Regions from separate parts of the Anas platyrhynchos genome. Here region 2 is linked to region 1. A link is a contact called in public Hi-C data. All regions are on one chromosome and are shown on one strand. Each heading gives the region's core, a stretch centred on a gene start, on an enhancer-like site or on the middle of the called end of the contact. The rest is flanking DNA. Distances are from core to core; before and after follow the strand shown. Region 1 holds the start of LOC106016036 (dual specificity protein phosphatase 22-A-like). Region 2 has its middle 41 kb from the start of IRF8.

Region 1 (6,139 bases), core at 2,551-5,050:
GGCAACGAAACCCCTTGGAGAGCCACAACCTCGTCCATTTGCTCTTTTCTTTTTTACGTGAGGCTTGGAGTAGGTGACTCTAGGGGTAAAACCGCTTAAAATGGGATTTTCAAGAGGGAGGATTTTTCAGAGGCAGGATTTCCCCAGCTCTTCCCCGTAATTTCAGGTAGGAACCAGGCCGGACCCAGCCACATCTCAGAGGCACCCAAGGGTGCTGCAGCGATGCCCTGGAGCCTCCCCAGGTCCCAGCCCTGTCCCTGTCCCCTCTCCGGCGGCTGCTAAGCCCTGGCAGGACAACGTGTGCCAGCACGCACTCATGAGGTCACCCTCATCAATGAGTTATTTCCTCCTGGTCCCTTTTAATCCACCATAAATCACCCCGCCGTAGGTCAGCTTGCTTGAAAACGTCGCTTCCTTGATCCTGTTCTGAGCTAAAATTAGCCCCTTTTCATCTGAGCTTTGCTTTTTTTCTTTTTTTTTGTTGTTTTTCTTAGCAAAACGGGTGGGAATCCTGCCAGATGGGGCTGGCACAGCCCAGCACCAACACACCCCATCCCCATCCTCATGTCGCCACGACCCGAGGCCGCCCTCGCTTCCCCCCAGCCCAGGCCAAAGGAGAAGGCTGGAAAAAAAAAGCTGATTACCCAAGGGAATTAGCAAAGGGAAGGAGAGAAAGGTAGAACGGGACAGGCACGGCCATGGTGGGGACATTCCCAGGCTGGAAAGACCCACGTTGTGAGGAGAAATGTGTGGGGGCTTTTCTGAGCATCTCCCCTCCATCCCAACACCCTCCCTGCGCCCACCCCTGTGGGATGAAGCCGAGGGGCCACCCGTGTGCCCGGCCCTTCCCTGTGGCGTGCCAGCTGGGTTCCTCATCCCCGGGCAAACCACGGCTCTCCAGCACACAGGGGAAGGAGAAAAGGAGCCGTGGTGCAGCCGGGAGCAGATTTCACGGGATGAGCCACCACGGGCTGCGGCTTCCCAGCACCTGGGGAGGTGCCACCAGGAAAGCCACCGTGCCAAGCCACACGCAGAGCCCACCCAGGCTCCCAGCAGCTTTCCCCTTTCCCCACAGCCCCCCAGGTGCCCCCCATCCATCCCGGCACGGGGAGGGGAGCCGTGCTGCATGCCTGGGAACAGCGCTGGGGTTTGCGGTCCCCGGCCGGGGGCCGTGATTGACACATTGCTCAACCCACCATGCTTTTCCTGTTCCCCTTTCCTCCAGCCCCACTGCCCGTGCGGTTTGCTGCCCGCCTGGCCGTGCCCCGAGCCCCAGCAGCTCCAGCTGCACCGCACGACCCCGAGCCGGCCGTTCCCATGCCCCCCCGTTTGGTGCATCTTCCTTCTCCTCTCCCCGTTACCCAACGCTTCCAGGTGTTGTTTCGAGCTGGCAGAGACGGGCAGCACTCGCCCTCGGTGGTCCCAAGAGAGTGGGGTCCCAGGAAAGTGGGATCCCAGCCGTCCCCATTGCCTGCTGTAGGATTTCGGGGCCAGGACGGAGGCCAGCTCCAGCTGCACACCGCGCAGATCCACACCAAGAAGAGCAACGAAGCCCCCAGGATCTCTCATTCTCACTCGTGCACCAGCTCACCCACATGCACAGCCCCGGCCGAGCACCCTGCACCCACCCCATATCCCCCCCTGCCTCAGTTTCCCCTCTCAGACCCTTTCACCTGCCCTGCCACAGTGGGTGGGGGCACCCAGGGGTGCCACCAGGACCTCGGGGACAGGACTGCCACCGCCATGCTTTTAGGGATCCTCATCTCTCAGCCCCAAACCCGACGCCAGAACCACAGCAGCACCAAAAAAAGAGGGCATGGGGTGGGAGCCCAGGATCGAGGGGGGTCCCCACGGGCTTCACAGGCTGCCCCGGGGCAGGGGGAGCACAACAAGCCCCGGGGGCTCCCCAAAATCCCCATCCTGCGCTGCTGGGGCTGGATGCGTCCCCGGCGCTGCCGTGCGCGGGGCACCGCTGCCCTCTCGTGGCCCCTGCCCACGGCAGCACCACGGGGCCGGGCACCCCCTGCCTCCAGCTGGATTTTTTTCCCCCAAATCCTGCCAGGAGGCAGCCGTGGTCCTCATCCACCCCGCTCCCAGCGCTGGGCGCAATTTGGCACCGCTCGGTGCCAAGGCAGCGTCGCCATCCCCTCGGCGTGCAGCAGGAGGTGGGCACTGCGTCCCCTTGGCACCAGCTGGCACCGCGTCCCGGCCTCGCCACGCAGCCCCCCCGAACCCTCAGACTCACCTCCAGCACCGGTTTGGCTCCGGTGTGCACGGAGAGGACGTGTGTCACGCCGTGCCTCCGCAGGCTGGCCACGTCCTCCGAGTCTGGAAGCAGGAGCGAGGTGTGAGAGGTGGCCCTGCCGCCCAAGCTGCTCCACCGAGCCCTCAGCACAGCCCACAGCCATCGTCCTCATCCCCGGGTGATGCAGGGAGGCCAGGCTTGGGTGAAAAATACCCAAAATGAATGGCACAGAGCCCCCAGGATGGCCCTAACCCTGGAGCAGGGTGGAACCCAAGCCAGGTGTCAGCCCCACTGTAAATATTGTCCTGGCAAAACCCTCTCTGGGGTTGGAACTGAACGATTTTTAAGGTCTTTTCCAAGCCAAGCCAAGCCATTCGAAACGCAGGGGAGGCTTCCAGCCAGTGGGGTCCTCATCGCTCAGCTGTGGGGACCCCACAGGTGTCCCCTTCCCATGCCCCGGGGGCAGCTGCGCACTCACCGCGGATGTTCCCCAGGTAGAGACCCGTCACCACCTGCGAGGAGACAAAGGAGACAAGGAGCAGAGCTGGCCCTCCACGTGCCACACCATATTTTTACTTCCCGAGGCCCAAAACCCCAAATGCTCATCCCAAACCAGCTCCAGCAGGGACCCCATCACCCCGGGAGCGGGCTGTGGTTCGCTTTTCCACGGCCACCTCCTCCTGCAAACGGTTCCAAAGGTTGCCTCCACCAGCTGGGGACAGATGGGCAAAAGCACGGGCTGTTTGTGGTTATTTTCTGGCCGAGATGTTGCAGTAAGTGCCTTTTACTCAGATTTTGTCTCCAGCTCTCTGCCACGGTTTCCAAATTACATTTATCCCGCGTGCTGCAGCGTGGCTGTCCCAGAGTTTAATTTTATACCGGGCGAGGCACATCACGAGCAGCTATTTAAGGGCACAAACAGAATTTGATCCTCTCCACCGGCCCTGAGCACCAAGCACCAGCTAAAACCCCCTTTGCCCATTCACAGCACCCTGCAGCCGGGCACGGACACATCCAGGAGGTGACCAGGGGAGGAAAATTCCCCCTGCACACCCCCCGGGACCCCCGGCAGCCCCAAAGGTGTTAATGCCGTGGAGTTACCGCCCGCAGGATGAGCATCAAAGCCAGCTGCTGCTTTTTAGGCACCCCAAGGCACCGAGCTCATCGCTGGGCTATAAAACAGGGTCGGTGCTTTAAAGAGGGTGGGGGGAATTCCCTTTAAGTGCTTAAAGTTTGAAGGGGGGTGAGAAAGGGACGGTGGAAATGGATGCGTTTAGGGCACCACGGTGGCACCCCCCAATAAAGCAGAAGGGCCCAGTACCTCCCAGTCCCCCCAGTACCTTGCTCATCCCGCTCCCCATGGTTTTTCTCTCCCCGGGTTCAGGACTCGGGCAGCCTCTTGGTATCCGGGGCTATCTGCAAATAAACACCCCAAAATCCCAGGTGAGGGGAGCACGGGGAGCCCCACCGAGCTCAGCCCACTGAGATCTGCTCCAGCTCCTCACCACCGCGCTGCTGGGCAAAGGGATCGGGGCCAGCGGCTGCTGCGGGGCAGGGGAGGACAAAATAAGGACCCGGGGCCGTGGCGAGGCTCAGGTTTCCCTTCCGGACTCCTCGGCTCGCCAGGGCTTTTGCAGAAGCTTGGCATTTTGGGGAGAGGGAAGAAGAGGACGCCTGGGATGCTGCGAGCTGGTGCAAGCGGTGAGCTTGGCAGGATTTCTCTCCCAGTCAGGCTAATTCCTTCCAGTCACAGGAATGGGAATAAAAATTGTAGAATGAGGCACTTACCTCAAAAAAACAGAGCGTGGCAGGCTGCTGGAGCAGCAGCAGGGACGAGCCCATCTCCCCCCCCTTGCAGCAAGGGAGGTGGGGAGAGCTGTAGGGCTCCTAACCCCAGCACACGCTTCCAAACATCACCCCTCAAAGATTTATCCAGCAGCCCAGCACCCACCTCCCAGATCGATACTGTTGGCCTGTCAGAGGCTATATAAAGAAGGAAAAAAAAATAGAAAAAAAAGGAAAGAAGCAAATTTAATTCGATTTAATGGCTTTGATCTCTGGAGGCAGCCAAAAAGGCAGGAGCCTGCCTGCAGGAAGGCAGGCCACACGTTGGTGGGGAGCCCCAAGGAGAGAGATTCTGTGAAATTTGGCAGCCCCAGGCAGAGCAGAGGCGCCAGGCTTCATGGCTCAGGCCCTGAAAACACCAAGCTGTGTCTGAGCTCTAGAGCAGGGCTCGCTCTGCATCCAGTAAAAGGCCTGGGGTGCTCCCAAAAAGGGTGGCGTTTGTGTCCCTCCCCAGCTGCAGATGGAAAAGTGGAGGAGAAAAAAACAAACACAGAACCAGGCTCCCTTCGCAGGGAGAAGTGGAATATCCCCACCACGTGCCCTGCTCTGATCCACCCCGCTGCCTCGCAGAGCTCTGCCGAGCTATTTTTGGGGCTGTTATGGGACACGGAGCTGGGATCCGCTTGCCTTACACGTAGCTCGGGCCTCTGCAGCGCGACTCCTGGCTGGATCCCAGAATCATGCCCTTAAAGAGGTGAGGGAAAAGGCAGCGCTCCTCCCAGGAACCTATTCCTGCCCCAGAAAAGCTGCGTCTGGGCTGAACGCTCAGCACCATCCCCCTGCAGAGCTGGGTGAGATTTTTGTTGCTTGAATTCTGACAATCTGAAGTGTTTTCAATGAAAAGTGTTGTATTTGAAGCAAACTGACTGTCACCTTACTAATTTCCCCCAAGAAACACGAGTGTTTCATTCCCTTTTACCAATTAACGCTCCCTACACATCAGCCACGACACGACTGCCTGGAAAAACCCTTCCCCCTCACGCTGCTCTACAAATTCCCGTCCCAAAGGCACCTGCAGGTCAATAAAAAGGAAACCTTCAAGTTAACCAGAGGTTTATTATCATCTATTTAGGTGGAGAGGTTGTTCCAGTACATGAGCAACGAGGTCACACGCAGGTGATGGAATCATTTCATGTTCAAGCAGAGCAGGTTCCACTGAAGTCGCCTCACTTCTTCCACTCGTTCTTCTCGAAATCCCACTGGGAGGAAATGCCCTCCACGGGGTTAATTCGCATGTCCAACATTCTCTTCGTCTGCATGGACACCCACTCGTCGGAGAAGGTGTGCGGAATAGGGCCGTACACTGCCACGGGGGAGGAACAGAGACAAGCTGAGCAAGTGGGCGATGGGGGGACACATTTTGTTAATGAGACGCTTTTTCCCCCCAAAAAACAATCAATTCTGACCACCTGCACGCCATCACCCATCAAAGCAAAGCTCTCCGAGTTCAATTTTTGAAGCTTTCAGCTCAGCAGATTCCCACCTCGGTTCTGTTTATACCAAGATCCTCCTCCTAAATATGGCTGGGCCCCCCGCCCGACCTCGTGCGCTGCCCCAAGCCGCTGGGGGGCTCCCTCGCAGCAGGATCTTTGGCTGGGAGCAAAGCCAAAGGTGGCAGAAACCCAAATGTTTACAGCCAGAAAGGCAATAAGCTCGTGCAACAGCGAGTTTCACAGAGAGGGAAGGTCTGGGATTGTTAATTTATCGTTACTCTTTCCCCTCCCTTTCCTCCAAAGCTCCCTCCACAAGATTTAACTCTCCACGAGTCGATTTGCTGAACATTTTCGCTCCGTACCCACCTGTATCCATCCGGTCACAACCCCAGAGCTGAGTTTTCCAAGGCTACCAAACAGAAGCTCCCGTTCCACACACCGTTTTGAAACCCTGAACCCATTTATGGCAAGTTTCCTACCTCAGATGCCAACCGAGCTCGTAAATCATGCCGGAACACCCCTCAGCGCCCACTTACTGTAAATTTTCTGCCAGATGAGGATGACACCAGTTAGGCCAAGAAAGAACAGCACTCCCCCGAGGACGGTCTTCCATTCG
Region 2 (6,139 bases), core at 2,066-4,565, 52 kb before region 1:
GTATCCTTAAACGCACCGTGTCCCCCCGACAGCTGGCACGGAGGTGACAGCCCCGTCAAGCCCCCGCGATAACAATAACTCCAGCGGCTCCTCTGTCAGCATGCTGAATTAATACTGTTTGAAACAGCCTGGGCTATTGCATCTCCTGGCAGGACCCGCGGCAGTCGGTGTAATTTATTGTTGCTGTTGCATGCTCGTTTGTATTCCCAAGCAGCCTTGGGGAGTAATTTCTCAATGAGCAGACAGCTGCCGGGGGAGAGGAGCTGAGCCGGGAGGCTGGGAGCAGGGCGAGGACGTGGGGAGCTCACTGGGGAGCCCAGGCAGGGTGGCAGCAGGACACACGGACATGAAGGATCCCCAGGAGCACAATTAGGCAAGGCAGCACCAATGTTTCAGAGGTGGCATCCCCCCGCTTGCTTGAAACTCTGCTGGGACCACCTGACAGCACAGGGCACGGAGAAACCCCAAAATCAGAACAGAAACCAGACTGGGTGAGACCTTATAGACAGCACTGTCTCCAACAAAGCAGGCAATCATAGACCTAATAGGGCCCTAATCTTCAGCCCATGGACTTGCTGGGACAAACGAGGTTTCCGTGTAGCAGTGACCCATCAGATAAATCTCTCAGGGACCCCAGTGTCCCCTGGACACTGTTTTTTGGGAACAGCCACCTCCTCCTGGTTGTTCTTGCTGGAACAGATGGGGTATTTCGTACTTACCTTTTCCAGGTTGGTCATGGCTTTGTAGACATCTACAACCACTTTTTTTTTCCAGACTGGCCCATTGAATACCTTGGACTTTACCCTGGGAAACACAAACAAGTGGCTAAAGCTGTGGTATGGGTGTACCAGCCTGGGGGGAGCCAAAAATCAGCATCACCACCAGCCCACCCATGGGTGCAACCCCTCACACTCCTGCAGACCCCATCCTTTATGGCTGCTGCCACCCCGTAACCTTCCCCTGATGTTTTATTTGTGCTCCTGCTTCCCCTGCAGGTACCTCGGGGGCTGTGTTCATCCCCACGGGGCGCCTCCATAGAAAAACCAGCCTCGTGGGACCAGCCCTGCTCCCAGGCCAGCAAGGAGAAGGATGGGCCAGGGCATGGGATGGGGAAAAAGCCAAATCCATCTTCTGAGAGGAGTTTCTGAGTTTTGTTTTCACCCCGAGGCAGTCTGAGCAGTTGGCATTTCACCTTCTTCTCTTTTTCCCCTTGGAACAAGAATGCCTAAATACATGCATTTGGAACCATCGGAATGTTTTGTTCCAGGGAGATTGAAATATTATGCTAATATTAGAGGTACCGTGTGATTATAAAATTACACGAACATCAATAGGGAACGAGAAGGCTCGAGCGGGTCCCCCTTTCATATTCTTTTCTTGACATTTTTCAATGAAACGAAGGCATTTCCTGCAAAGGATTCAGTTGCGGCCCAGCTATTTCCAATGGAAAGCTGTGCTGCCAGGCGAGCTCCAGCGACAGAATTAGATGGATAATGGCCAATATCATGAATGCTGGTGAAAACACAGCACAGAGTTTCTCTGCACATGCAGAAACACAGAACAAAAACCCGTCCCCTCTAGCGACACGGTTCTGCCCACAGTCAAAAAGAAAAGAAAAAAGAAAAAAAAAAGAAAAAACCCAACACATTAATCTTGCAGAACATGGCCAGCAGACAGGAGCCAAAAGGTTGACACTGGGGTGTGGTGAAGGGGAGACATATTTACATGCTATTGCTCAGCAGGTCACAGAAACAGGATGCTGATAACATCCTGCAAACTTCCTCCCCGAACCGGTGTGGAAAAAAAAAAATTACGGCCCCGAGGCGTGTAATGACCGGCCAACCATTCACAAATCCACCTTCTGGGAGCCTCGCGCCGCAGAGCAGGCTGGCAGACGCGTCGCTTTTCTCTCGTTATAAAGGAGGTGACTTGAAAGCCAGGAGAACAGGGCAGAGGCAGCGGCGAGGGACCGCGGGGCCATGGCTCCGCGAGCGCGGCGCTGGCAGCGGCGCTGCTTTTATTGTTCCAGATGGATCTTAAATTGAGCAGCAACAGGAGAGAGGCCTTGTAATAGCCGGGTTTACACGCTTCCCTTGTTTTCTCGGCAAGGGAGTTCAAAGGGGCTCGGAGCCACGTTACGCTCTCAATTGCACCGGTATAAATCCAGATGAACTCAAGGCAGCGGGCTTAGCAGGAGAGATGCCGTGGGTTTCCACCAAGGGTGGGGAGAGGACCGGATTCGCACTTCCAACATCTCTAAAATCCATAAAATTCATTTGATTTAGATTTTTACAGGAGATGAGCAGGATTTCTGCAGTGCGGTCAGGCTCAGGGCAGGAGCAAGAAGAGGGAATTTGTTTGCCAAGAGTATCGGTGATTTTATCCCCCCTCTCCAAATGGAAACACAAAGGCTTGCTCTGCAAGAGAAACAAAGCCTGCTTGCAAAGCAGGTTGAGAATACAAATTTATTTTGGTTTGAGCAAAAAAGTTTCTCCCCACCAAGTCACTACACTGTATTTCTCTTCCATCACAACACCAAAAAAACAAAGGAGGACACGGGGCCAGGCACAGCTTCCAGCCAGAGGGATGCCAGGAGAGGCTTTTGCCTCCCTGCAGGACTCATCGCCAGCAGGATCTGAGCTTGGAAGTGTCTGGCACACTGGGGAGATGTGAGAAAGGGCTTTTGGAGATGCTCTCTGGTTGTTACGGAGCCAAAAATAAAGCCCCTGTGGCACACCTCTCCCCCTGGCACGGCGTTTGCAGGCACAGCGGGGCAGAAGGGGAAGCTGGAGCCTCAAAAGGGGGAAGTGCTAAAGAAACTGATTTTTGGACATGAAAATGAGAATCAGAGGAGAATGAAATAAAAGGAGAAGGTGGAATAAAAGGAGGAACTTCACGGCCATCCTGCTCGCTTCCCCGCCCAAGCCTGCGCCCGAACTGAAAGGAGAGCACTGGAAGCAGCTCAGCTCAGGTGGGATCGAACCACGGGGGATGAAAAATAAAAATAATGCATCTCTCACACAGCAGCACGTCAGTCCCAGCTCCTGCTGCACCGAAGGCGTTATGCCTCCAGAGCTGAACTTCAGGAATGCGGCTGTCACCAAAAAGGGGAAACGGATGGGGACGCTGCCCCGATTGCTATCGGTCCGCCCTAATTAACGCCTTTGAGCGGTGGCCAGCCGCGAGCTGGAGAGTGAACTTTCCTCTGAACCCCATTCCTTGCGCCAGAGGGAGCCGCGCAGCCCTGCCTCGCGTCCCACAGCGCCCGCGCCCCTTATCTCCCCCCGAGCCTTCCTGTTTACGTTTCCCATTAGATTACTGTAATTAATGCAATAGCAGCAGATACTGTTTGGGAATGCGGCTGGCTACCACTCAGCAGAGGAGGAGGAGTGTTCAGTGATGCTCGCGGGGATGAGCAGCGCAGCTTTGTAATGGGATTTACAATTCCCCTACCTGGAGGTGCTCCCCAAGCCACGCAGGTGCAGCTCCGAGCCCAAAAACCTTCCTACAAGGATGCTCAGGGGGTTGGCTGGAGCTTTGATTCCAGTGGGAAGGAAGCAAGCAACCCCAAACGCACCCAAACCTGCGCCAAAATGCACCCAGAGGGCTCTAGGTGTGGGGCAGGGATGCACAGAAGCCCCCCCGTGTGCTGAGGGGTGCTTTGGGGTGCGCACCCCCAGAGCAGGGAGCACCCTGGGGCAGCTCGGCCAAGCGATGCTCCCTGCCTCCATCCCCATTAATCCTTCAGGAGGTGCACTTAGCATCCACGCCGTGCCGGTGTGCGGAATAACACAGCAGATTTTTGTGCTTTTGTGTGACATAATGCTGCTTTTTCCTGAAAAAAACGGCCAATTTCTCCTCATTCATCCCCTACGCCAGCTCTGCCCTGCGGACAAAAGCCCAGGCACATGCTGGAGTCCACCCAGTGTGAGGAAAGGAGAAAGGCAGGAATAATGCATGCCAAAAATAGTCTTTATCTGGCTTTTTCTTCCACTCCTATTCCCCCCTGTATCTTTAAATAAAATTGGTCCCTATTTTAATTTTAAATAAAACTGGTCTCTACTTTAATTTTAAATAAAACTGGTCTCTACTTGAATTTTAAATAAAATGGGAATTGTCCCTATTTTCTTGGAGGGAAGGAGAAAAAGGAAAAACCTGCCCTGCTTTCCCTGCACCCCCAATTTCCTCCAGGACCTCCTGCAAGCGCCCATGGCCCCGCACGGCCGCTGCCGCCCCTTGGATGCCGACGCGCCCTGGTCTGGGGGAAAGCAGGGTCGTAAAACCCAAATCAAGGCGAGCCCTGTGCAGATCGCTATCTGAATCAAAGTCCCCCAGCTGATGTATGGTCTCTGCTGCGTGTCAGGGGCCCTTTGGTGCAAACAGCCCCCTCGCTGTTATATGGCACCCCCGGGAACTGTCGCTATCGGCTCTGCAGACCTCGCCGAGCCCCTGGGAGATTTAGTGGGGGTCAGCGCGGCACAGCTGTGCTCCCCCCCGGTGACATGTAGGTAGCAGCCTAATAGGTGCTATATAAGAGCAGGGGGGAGATATGGATCTTCAAGGAGGGAGGAAATTCAGCCAAAAAAAAAAAAAAAAGGAAGAAAAAAAAAAAAAAAAAAAGGCTTTGAAATCAAAGCCCTGGTTGATCCTGGTGGAGGGCTGGGGGTGGCCTGGGGAGCAGATGGGATGGGATGGGATGGGATGGGATGGGATGGGATGGGATGGGATGGGATGGGATGGGATGGGATGGGATGGGATGGGATGGGATGGAAACCTGCCACTGGGATGCACTGGTGGTGGGCTGTGGGTCGTTGCCACCCCTTTTGGTGCAGCACACCCTGAGGTCCATCCAGGCTGGCACTGAGCCCTTCTGCTTGGCCGGTGACCCCTGAGACACTGATATTGGACCCATAGCAACACGGGGCAGAAGCGAAACAGAAATAAGCCCAATCCTGAGGGAGGGGGAAGAGCATCTCATGATGCAAAGCCCTGAAAATAGCCAAGCTGCATTCTGGTCTTGCCCCACCACACAGATTTTCTCCCAATTACCCACACACACCCCGCAACACAACGATCTGGCATCTCCTCCTCTCCGCAGACTTCATTTTTCTACCACACTCAGCCCATTTATTATCGCTTTCGGTGCAATAAACCCTGCTCATTCTCCAAGTGTGATCAAAACAGACGCTGCAGTCTGCTGCCATTCCCAGGTTTCCTGCCCGTGGGACATCTCTCACTCCCCCCCTGCCCGGGGGTCCTTTGCAGCTGCCACCCTCCCCTCCAAGGGGCACAAACCTGACACTTCAGGCATGCAAAAACAGCAACATTTTCCTTGCAAATCCCCATCAGCTGCAAGGCAGGAGGGCTTGGAAATAACCCCCCCTCACTGCTCTGGCTTGCCGTGCCTGCGTACGCTCCACAGCTGGAAGATTTGCAGCGTGCACGTCAGTGCCGCTGACCCCGGCACAGCTCCTGGCCGCCAGCAGGATTTTGCAGTGTGCTGCTTGCCCCGGGGTCACCGGCTGGGTGCCTGCACCCACACGGCTCCTGCAACGCCCAGGAGCTGGGCCAGGAGCTGCAGAGCTGGGGCTGCGCACCCAGGGGCAGCATTCATCCCCTTGCTCCCATTCCCCTGCGCGCAGCAGTGCCTGCATGCTGCAAAAAATGACTGCTTAATCTTTTTTTTTCTTGGGAAGGGAATTTTTGCAGGGATAAGCGAGGGAGCTGCTGATGTTGTTTTCCTGCTCCTGCCAGCTCTGTGCGCGAGGCATCTTCCCAAGATCAGCAGCCTTCATTCCTCTGGTGAGCAAAAAGCTTGAAGCGTGATCCTCGCTGCTGGGGAAATAAATCCCTCTCCAAATACCCAAATCTCCCCAGTCTTCATGCCCGCACAGCAGGATTGGGAGCCCGCAGGACCAGCCGAGGGTGCCTACAGCTTGCCACCCTGCTTTCCTTCCCCTTAACCCTGCACATCCCCAGCAGGACCCCTGCCTGCTGCACATCCAGGATTGCATCCAGATCCTTCGGAGCCAGTGGCTAGAAGCAGAGGGCTCCTGGCAAGGAGCAGGAGTGCAGGATGCCTACATGCCCATCCCAGCACCCTGGGGTGATGCACTTGTGGGCATAAAGCACCCTGTGG

The links. Hi-C and Micro-C count contacts between places; a contact is called where the count stands out from the background.
Region 2: a contact with region 1 is called in a Hi-C map of skeletal muscle, with 6 times the contacts expected there. The contact joins the enhancer-like site here to the promoter of LOC106016036 in region 1. A contact is called at or near these places in 4 of 8 Hi-C or Micro-C datasets (liver, skeletal muscle and subcutaneous adipose tissue).

Annotation. Positions count from the first base shown.
Region 1 is chr12:2,729,226-2,735,364 of IASCAAS_PekinDuck_T2T, reverse strand. LOC106016036 (dual specificity protein phosphatase 22-A-like) reads right to left here and starts at 3,800. Exons shown (of 8, transcript XM_038185402.2): 1 at 3,586-3,800; 2 at 2,724-2,757; 3 at 2,246-2,328. The coding sequence starts at 3,606. COX4I1 (cytochrome c oxidase subunit 4I1) reads right to left here. Exons shown (of 5, transcript XM_027466843.3): 4 at 6,060-6,139; 5 at 5,127-5,393. The coding sequence ends at 5,257.
Region 2 is chr12:2,780,772-2,786,910 of IASCAAS_PekinDuck_T2T, reverse strand. No RefSeq gene overlaps it. Among named protein-coding and RNA genes, the nearest start is that of IRF8, 41 kb to the right of the region's middle. Within about 2 kb of position 3,315, at least 1 of the 8 cell types and tissues checked has an H3K27ac peak or open chromatin away from gene starts, as enhancers often do.